Linked DNA regions of Sus scrofa: all the other regions are linked to region 2. A link is a contact called in public promoter capture Hi-C data. All regions are on one chromosome and are shown on one strand. The core of a region is the stretch at or near the end of the contact, and the rest is flanking DNA. Distances in the headings are between cores, read along the strand shown. Region 1 holds the start of ZFPM1 (zinc finger protein ZFPM1). Region 2 holds the start of CA5A (carbonic anhydrase 5A, mitochondrial). Region 3 holds the start of ZC3H18 (zinc finger CCCH domain-containing protein 18).

Region 1 (3,183 bases), core at 416-2,915, 340 kb after region 2:
GATCATGGTTCGCTCCCCTGACCCTCAGAACCCTCCTCAACACAGACCTCCAGCCATTCCAGCAGCACCAATCTGGGTGCCACTTGCTGTGTGTGGAGCCTCAGATCCAGCACAGGTCCAGCCCACAACTACCCCCTCCACGGACCCCCCCTGACTGCCTGACTGCCCGGTCCCCATCCTGCTGAGAAGCCACGCTTTGGGAAGGCAGCAGGCCCAGTGGGAGACCCAGACACGTGGGGTCCTTTGTCCACTTGACAAACATTGTGGGAGCCCTGGGCTGAGTGAACCAGCCAGCCTAGGGCCTCCTGCTCCCCAGAGAAGTGGTACAGCCCCAGGCAGTTTTAGGAAGGCTGCACCCACGGGCCCTGGGCAGGGAGCAGGAAGAGCTGGTGGGTGCCTGACCTTAGACAGGTCTCTTGAATTCCTCTCCTTAGCGTTCTTGTCCGTCCAGTGGCCGTAGGTGGTCCTGGGGTGGACTTCAGCCCTCTGCCCTGGCTGCCAGTCTCCTGCCCTTATGGGAGCAGCAGCAGTGGGGTGGGGGGTGCCCAGGCAACCCTTCCCCCCTTCCACAGGGCAGGCAAAGGGAACAGAAGTTGGAATGGGGGGGTGGGGTCTCTCCAGCAGAGGGCTCAGCACCCAGCTGGCCTCCACACCTGCAGTTGTGATTGCCTGCCAGGCCCAGCCCTCTGGTCAGCAGGGCAGGCCCCGCCCTCTGGTCAGGCATCCAGGCATCCTCTTTGCAAATGTCTCCTCATTAGCCCCCAAGCCGTGCTAATGTCCTGTTTCTTGTGAATATGGGACGGGGACCAACCCCAAATTAAAGCCAAAAGGATAAAAGAATACAGTAGATCTCCAGGGACAGCTCTGATGCTGTGTGACCTTGAGCCTCCCTGGAAAGCGGTGGGCCCCTGGGACCCCATGAGCATATCCCCAGGACAGCAGAGTCGGTTTCCGTGCCTCCCAGCTAGAACAGGCAGTACTGACCTGGGGACCTCGCTCCCTTCCGACGGGGACTGGGCGTGGGGGTTGCCCAGCCTGCAGAGGGGCCTCCTTCCTGGGCCTCCAGCAGGGGCGCCCTGGAGAAGCAAGGCCTGGAGTCTGCGGCGGGGGAGCAGGTACAGGCCTCTGGCTTCTGCACCCTCCCCGATTTCCAGCCAGATCTGAGCCCAAGAGAAGAAGACCCCAAAACCCCCACTCTCCTGGAGCTAGAGCCGGGGATGTTGGGCGGAAGCCCCATCCTGCCACAGCCCGCTCCACACCCCAGATCTGGTCCAAGACAACATGGGCCGTCAAAGTCTCCAAAGGCTTCCAGACCCGGGGTTCACTGTCCCCCATCCGGTGGCGGAGGGGGCAAGTCGCAGTGACTGGGAGTGCGGGGCGGACTCCTTCGCTGGGGGCGGAGTTACAGAGCAGAGGGGCGGGGTCACGGCCCGTGGAGGTCGGAGCCGTGGCGTTGGGGCGTGGTCTGGGCGGGGCCTAGGGGCCGAATAAGGTCAGGTCAGACTTAGGGGTGGAGCTGGCGTCGGGGGACGGGTCCAGGGAGGCCTGGAGCCCGGTCGGACACGGTGCTACGGAGCGGCGGGACTCACTGGATCTCAGCTGCGCCTGGGGACAAAGCGGCAGGGCCGAACGAGGCGTTAAGGAGGCCACAGGTCCACCCAGGGCAGGGGGCCGAGTGTCGGGGCGGGGCCAGCTCCCTGCGGGCGGGGCGAGCAGGCGGGGCAGGGCCGTGGCGGCGGGGAAGCTAGGCCAGTCCAAGGGCCCGCCAGGGCCTCGGGGCGGGGCCAGCCGGGGCGGGGCGGGGCCACGGACGAGGGGACGAGAGGTCCGCCCGGGGGCGGGGCGCTGCGCCGGGGGCGGGGCAAGCGGATGGGGGCGGGCCCGGAGGCGCGGCGCCCGTGACGCGCACGCCCCGCCCGCACGCCCTGAGCGTCCAGGCCGAGGCCGCCGGGTTCGCCGCGCGCTGCCCGCAGGTTCCATTGAGGAGAGCAGCGCAGCGGCGGCGGCGGCGTCTGCGCGGGAGCCAGGGAGCCGGCAGGAGCCCGCCGCCCCTGGCGGTCCGCGCGGCCGTAACGCAGGCCCGATCCTCCGGCCTCCGCAGCGGCGCCGGGCCGAACGCGGCGGGCTGGGGGCGCGGGCCAGGGCGGCCGCGGAGCCCGGGGGCCGGGGGCATGAGCCGCCCCGCGGCCCCGCCGCGCCCCCGCCGCCCGCCGCCGCCCGCCAGGGGCTAGAGGCGGCCGCCGGGAGGGCGCGCGGCGCCGGAGACATGTCCAGGAGGAAACAGAGCAACCCCCGGCAGATCAAGCGTGAGTCAAACTTTGCCCGCCCGCCCCGACCCCCGCCGGCCCCCGCCGGCCCGCCCCCGGTCCGCCCAGCTCTTCTTGCGGCGCCCGCGACCTTCACCCTGCGCCGCGCCCCCCGCGCTGTGTGCCAAGCGCGCCGTAATCTAATCTCCGCCGGCGGGCCGGGCCCCCGCGTCTCGGCTCCCGCACTGGAGGTCCGGCCTGGAGAGGGGGTCCGCCCAGAGGGCCGGAACGGGGTGGCTGGGGGCGCGGCCACCTCGCGGCTGCCCCTCCCCCCGCCTCCCCGAGATGGTGCGGCGATAAGGCGGCCCCGATCCGGGCTCAGATAAAGTTTAAAATATTCCATTCTGCAAGTCCCATCCTGATAAGATCGCTCTGTCGGGACGGGCTGAAATTGTGATCTTATCTCGGCCGGTTGACTCTCCCAGGCTTTGTATCTAGAGGGAGAAAGAGAGAGACCTGGGAGGGAGACAGGGCACTCGGGACTGTGTGGAAGCGCAAGGCTGAGTGGTGGGACCCGCTGGCGCCCAGCGCCACTCCTGCCGGCCCAGAACCTGGTGCCTTGGAGGCTGGGGAAGGTAGCTATCGCAGCCTGTGCGCTGGGCTCCAGCCGCTTCGACGCTGGAGCCTTCCCTGCCTGGGGACAGCTTCTTGGAGGTCCCGCCCTCCCTGTGTCCCGGCAAGGACTGCACAGGCACTGTGTGCTCCGCAGCTTGTGGTCACACACTCCTAGCTGAGCGACTGCTCCAAGTCAGGGAGGGTCTCCTGGGACTGCATCTTGGGCCAGGGTCGCCTCTCCGTGTCCAAGTTTCTCACCTATCCAGCTTGTAGGCCACTCCCGGGGGTGGGGGCAGGCGGCCGCTGTGTCCACATTGCTGAT
Region 2 (2,784 bases), core at 120-2,619:
AGCAGCACCAGAAAATCCACGCTAAAGCGTTTCTCCATCGTTTGTAGTGTTTGGAGGATCAAAAGAATTCTAGCTCGTTTTAAACAACTCAGAGGCAAGCATAAAGAAGAGAAATGAAAAGCAGCGGTCAGAGTTCCCGTCGTGGCGCAGGGGTTAGCGAATCTAGCTAGGAACCATGAGGTTGTGGCTTCGATCCCTGGCCTTGCTCAGGGGGTTGATGATCCGGCGTTGCCGTGAGCTGTGGCGTAGGTCGCAGACGCGGCTCTGATCCTGCGTTGCTGTGGGTCTGGCGTAGGCCTGCGGCTACAGCTCCGATTAGACCCCTAGCCTGGGAACCTCCATGTGCCCCGGGAGCGGCCCTAGAAAAAGAGGCAAAAGGACAAAAAAAAAAAAAAAAAAAGAAAGAAAGAAAAGCAGCGGTAATACAAGCACACAAGAAAAACAATACCATTAAGCAGGAATACTATTTTTGGGAATTACCTATAGTTTGGGGATTTTTTCCCTATGGGTACCCACAATTGTGCTTTTATGCAAAATAAACATATAGATATTCATATGTCCTATGTTTATGTTCACATATAACTATGATTACATTAATACGCAACAGTCTACATATTACATATGCACATATTTATTTACCAATTACACAGAATACATATTATCATGTATAATTTTTTTTTTTCAGGGCCACACCTACAGCATACCTAAGTTCCCAGGCTAGGGATGGAATCAAAGTTGCAGCTGCTGGTCTACACCACAGCCACAGCCACAGCCACGTCAGATCCTGAATCCACTGAGTGAGGCCAGGGATCGAACCTCATCCTTATGGATACTAGTCCTGGTCGTTACTGCTGAGCCACAACAGGAACCCCTATATCACGTATAATTAATACGCACTTTTCCACGCGCGTGCACTCGAGCCTGTGGAGACCCTGAGGACGCCTAAGCATACCCCGTTACTCGGAGGAACGCCGCCACAGCGGCGGTGGGAGCGATTCCTGGACACGCCTGGGGCAGCGGGCCAGGCATCTGAACTACAAGTCCCAGCATTCCGCTTGCGGCGAGGGACGAGGGACCCGAGCGCGGGCGAGACCACAAATACCGGCAGGCTTGGCGCAGATGCAGGGACCACGAATCCCAGAATGCACTGCTCAAGGCTCGCGCAAAGCCCTCCGGGACATGTAGTCTTAGGGGTGGCTAATTCCTAGTCATTCCGCCTCAAAGAAAATGCAAATTCTTCGAACAGCCTACCGACGTGATTTCTCCGGGATTATCCGGGAGCCCGAGCGCACGACAGTGAAGTAAGCAGCCCGGGGGCCCGAACTGCGGCGGGGGAGCGGGACGCGTGCGCATGCCCGGCGGTCGTCGGCGCCGGCGAAAGCGCGCGCGGAAGGCCTCGCACGGCAGGCCCCGCCCCTGCACCCGGCGCGCCCGCCCGGGAGCCTGCGCAGACGGCGCGGGGTGGAGGGCCGTGGGGAGGGACTCGCGGCGCCTGCGCAGTGCGGCGGCTTCTCTCGCGAGGACGGACGCCATTATCGCATCTCCCCGACAAACACCACGAGAATTCCGCAGCCCACACGGTAATTGCAGCTCCCGCAGCCGGTCGCGTCTCCACCTCCCCCTTCCCGCGGGGCGAGAGCGAGAGCGAGATCTCCCCTCCTCCCTCCTCCCTGCGCCCTCCTCCGGCCGCCGCGCCCGCGCCGCCGCCGCCCCCGCCCCCGGACGCGGGGGCCCGGCCCCAACGGCCCGCCGCCCTGGGCGCCCCCGCCTCAGCCCTGCCGGCCGCCGGCCCGCCGCGCCCCGGCCCGGCCGGGCTCCCGCCGCCCCCGCGGGCCTGTCCCGGAGCCGGAGCTGGAGCCGGCGCGGCGCGGGCCTCCCTTCCGGGACCTCGTCCCGCGGTGTCCGGGCCGCGGGCCGGGCGGGGGCGCGCCGCCTCTCCTCCGGGACGCGACCTCGCCTTCGCCGGGCGGCCCCGCGGGTGGGCCGGGCGGCGGGGAGGCCGCTCCGGCGCGGGCTGCGGGAGAGCGGCTGCGGGGCAGCCGGGCCTTCCCGGGGCCGGGCCCGTAGCCGGAAGTGCGGGGGCAGGAGCCTGGGGGGCGGGCGGGTGGTCCGGCCGCGTGAGGGGCCCGAGGTGCCCGCGGTGCCGCCCGGGGGCCGCCGCCGCCGCAGTGCCCGCGCCCTGCCCCCCGCGTGCTCCGCTCCGGTTCCTTTGGTCTCGCAGTTAAAATAAGTGCGTGTTCTTGGCACGCGGGGCTCTGTCCCCGTGGGCTCTCATTTCTAGGGACGGCTGTCACTCGCGGGTCCTGTGCGGTGGCGGGGACGGCCAGCCTTTCGGCGAGCCGGGCAGGTGAGAGGGGCTGACGGAGACCCACGCAGGTCAAGGGGCCCGCCAGGACACGCAGGCCGGGGGGACGTGTCTCAACCCCACGCTCCTGAACCGCACGTACATTTAGTGCTTTGATAAGGGAACGTCCACGGGGAAAGCGTCCCTGGGAAACCTCGGCCGAGAAGCAGCAGTTCCCGGGCCGTCGTTCTGTGCCGCTGCTGGAGACTTAGCTCCGTGGTGTAAACAATAAGCCGAGGTTACCAGTTTATACGTTCTTGACTTGCTGCCTTTTTGTCACATAGAATGACTTGGCGTTTTATGTCAGATCCCATCTCTCCTCTGCCCAGAGTGCACCGTGTTCAGGAAACTCGTTTGGATCGGACCATAAGTCGGCCGATACCACCCTGTGAGCTGTTTGTGTTTTCTAGCGCTCCTAATGGCTTTTCTTTTCCCTCGCA
Region 3 (2,732 bases), core at 78-2,577, 410 kb after region 2:
CATGAAGTCTGGTTAGGCTTAGCATAAGTGACTCCATTTTGGGGCTGTTGTTTTCATTTTTTTAATTTAAAAAAATTTTTTTTATTTTTTATTTTTTTGTCTTTTGTCTTTTTACGGCTACTCCCAAGGCATATGGAAATTCCCAGGCTAGGGGTCTAATCAGAGCTGTTTCTCTTTAAACAACATTGGGAATAGTTAAAAAGTTTAAGCTTTGACATTTAAACTCAGTATCTCAAAAATGATTGTTTTGTGTTGGATCAGTTATATTTGATAAAGCAATAGCTATTTAGTTACACAGAAATAGTTTCAAATGTTTCAGCTTTGACTTTTTTTTTTTTTTTAGGGCCACACCCTCAGGATGGAGGTTCCCAGGCTAGGGATCTAATCCGAGCTACAGCTGCCGCCTACGACACAGCCACAGCAAGCCAGATCCGAGCCGCGTCTGTGACCTGCACCACAGCTCACGGCAACACCGGATCGTAAACCCACTGAGCGAAGCCGGGGATCAAACCCCCAACCTCATGGTTCCTAGTCAGATTCATTTCCGCTGTGCCACCACGGGAACTCCTAGGCTTTGACATTTTAACTCGCTATCTCGAAAATGATCATTTTGTTTTGAACTGATTCTATCTAACGGAAGGGGGGATTTAATCCCCCCAAAACAGTTTAAAAAGTTTAATCTTCGTTATTTAAACTCATTTCCTGGAGTTCCCGTCGTGGTTCAGCAGAAAGGAATCTGACTAGCATTCCTGAGGAAGCAGGTTCGATCCCTGGCCTCGCTCAGTGGGTTAAGGATCTGGCACTGCAGTGAACTGTGCTACAGGTCGCAGACACGGCTCTGCCCCCTCGTTCCTGTGGCTGTGGTGTAGCCCGGCAGCTACAGTTCCGATTTGACCCCTAGACTGGGAACTTCCATAAGCCGCGGGTGCGCCCTGAAAAGATTAAAAATAAAATAAACTCATTTCCCTGAAAGGACTAACTTTGGATTGGGTGCGCAGCCCCCCTGCGCGGAAGCTCCCCACCCGGAAGGGGGCAGGTAAGTTCTTCGCCCCACCTCCCCGGGACCCATCTCCGCGCGCAGCTCGCACAGCGGGGCGGGAACCCGCCGGCGCTCACGCGTCACGTGACCCGGAGGCCCGGGAAGCTCTCCCAGCCGCACGACGGCCGGCGCGCGCGTCCTGAGACCCGCCCGGGAGGCGGGGCCTCGGCCGCGCCTGCGTCCTGTCGGGTTCAGGCGGGCGCGCGCCGCGGGGGCGGGGCTGCGAGGAGGCAGCTGCGCGGAGGCCGGAAGGAAGCGGGCGGAGGGCGGGGCAAGAGAGGTAAGCCCGCCCGGCCCGCAGGACAACCGTCGCGGCCTGATGACGTCGCACAATGGCCGGCCCCCGCGGGTAGTGGAGCCCGTTTGTTCCGCCCGCGTCGCGCCTCAAGCCGGAGCCTGTGAGGAGCGGAAGGGTCGAGGGACGACTTCCCCACGCCGCCCCGACCTCCGCGGAGCCGTGGCCCCCCCTCCCTGCTCTCGTAAGGTAAGTGGTGGCGCCACCACGGAGGCGGGGCGGGTAGAAGGAGGAGGCCGAGGCGGCCGGGCGGGGAGCGTGGCGGCGGCGCGGAGCGGAGGCCGGGGAGCCCCGCCGCCTCCGCCTCCGGGGAGCGCTCCAGGCTGCCCGCGGCCGAAGCGTGGTTCTCGAGCCCCAGGAAGAGGACGTTGACTCAGGCACGATCCTGCGCTCCTTTCGCTGCGAGCCGGCCGGGGACCCTGGAACCCTTTAGCCCGAGCGCACGGCGGCTGCCTCCGCGCCCGCCGTGGAGTTGATCTCCCGAAGCTGTCATTTCTCTTCCGGGACATCCGCGTGGCAGTGTTTGCCGCCTACAAAGACCGGGGGAGGGGGCGGCGGAAGGAGGCACGCAGGCTCACCCTCCGGACTGGGGATGGGCTCTTCAGGAGCTTTGAACTCTCTCGAGCCTCTTGGAACTTGCCCCCTCGGCTTCCCGGTGGCACAGGTTGGACCTATGCGCTGCGCCCCAAGATGCGCGCCACTCTTTGGAGTAAACTTCCTTTCCTTTGGTAAGGAGCCCAAAGGATGCCGGGTCATTGCTGGGGGGACGTCAGACTTTAAGACTTCCGGCTTTGCTCCTGCGAAAACTTCAAGTTTTCCTGAATTCTTACGACAGCTGAGTTGGCCAGGTAGAATGGTCGATTATCTTAAGTGAGCTGTTCAGCTCCATCTGTTAGAGTAGATCAGCCTTCGGATCTCTTTGGGGAGAATGGAAGGAGAGGGCTTTTGGGGGCACAGCAGTGGCTCTCTTGGTTTCTCATCTTCACGTTGCCTTTGGAGTGGTCCTTTCCCAGAGCGGAGATTGGGATTCTCAGGGTGAGTCTGGACCTGGGCTGATTCCCATTTCCCCAACAGGAAGTCTTTTCCTAGTGATTTTACAGTCTGAACACATGTGTGGAGCCCAGCCAGCTCTGAAACCATTCAGATGTGTCCCAGAGGTTAAAACCCCTCAGCCTCTCCAATTTGAGGTGGGAGATGGTGAAACATTTTATGAAAACTTTGTGGAATCGTTCCCGAGAGCAGAAGAGTTTTTGGGTTTGTTTTTTTTTTCCTTTTTCACTGATCATCTCGAGGTGAGTGAGTGCATCCTCCCTGAGGGGTCATTTGGGGTCAGGCTTGGTCAGGTTGGGGACAGTGTCTGTCACCAACCCACACATCCTTCCTTTGGATGTTTTAAGT

Evidence for each region. Promoter capture Hi-C pulls out the DNA fragments that hold promoters and counts their contacts.
Region 1: a promoter capture Hi-C map of fetal skeletal muscle shows a contact between it and region 2, with 7 times the contacts expected there. The contact joins the promoter of ZFPM1 here to the promoter of CA5A in region 2. A contact is called at or near these places in 3 of 5 promoter capture datasets (fetal skeletal muscle, liver and skeletal muscle), 1 of 47 Hi-C or Micro-C datasets (liver) and 1 of 2 datasets of contacts at active chromatin or transcription factors (alveolar macrophages).
Region 3: a contact with region 2 is called in a promoter capture Hi-C map of liver, with 4 times the contacts expected there. The contact joins the promoter of ZC3H18 here to the promoter of CA5A in region 2. A contact is called at or near these places in 2 of 5 promoter capture datasets (fetal liver and liver), 5 of 47 Hi-C or Micro-C datasets (heart right ventricle, liver and subcutaneous adipose tissue) and 1 of 2 datasets of contacts at active chromatin or transcription factors (alveolar macrophages).

The regions. Positions count from the first base shown.
Region 1 is chr6:1,152,454-1,155,636 of Sscrofa11.1, reverse strand. It overlaps ZFPM1 (zinc finger protein ZFPM1), which reads left to right and starts at 1,665. Exons shown (of 11, transcript XM_021093668.1): 1 at 1,665-2,306. The coding sequence starts at 2,267. LOC110261212 (basic proline-rich protein-like) reads right to left here and starts at 2,268. Exons shown (of 1, transcript XM_021096490.1): 1 at 1,477-2,268. The coding sequence starts at 2,268. The coding sequence ends at 1,477.
Region 2 is chr6:1,494,200-1,496,983 of Sscrofa11.1, reverse strand. CA5A (carbonic anhydrase 5A, mitochondrial) reads right to left here and starts at 1,369. Exons shown (of 9, transcript XM_021093673.1): 1 at 1,252-1,369. BANP (BTG3 associated nuclear protein) reads left to right here and starts at 1,500. Exons shown (of 14, transcript NM_001244650.1): 1 at 1,500-1,580.
Region 3 is chr6:1,080,136-1,082,867 of Sscrofa11.1, reverse strand. It overlaps ZC3H18 (zinc finger CCCH domain-containing protein 18), which reads left to right and starts at 1,327. Exons shown (of 18, transcript XM_021093665.1): 1 at 1,327-1,523.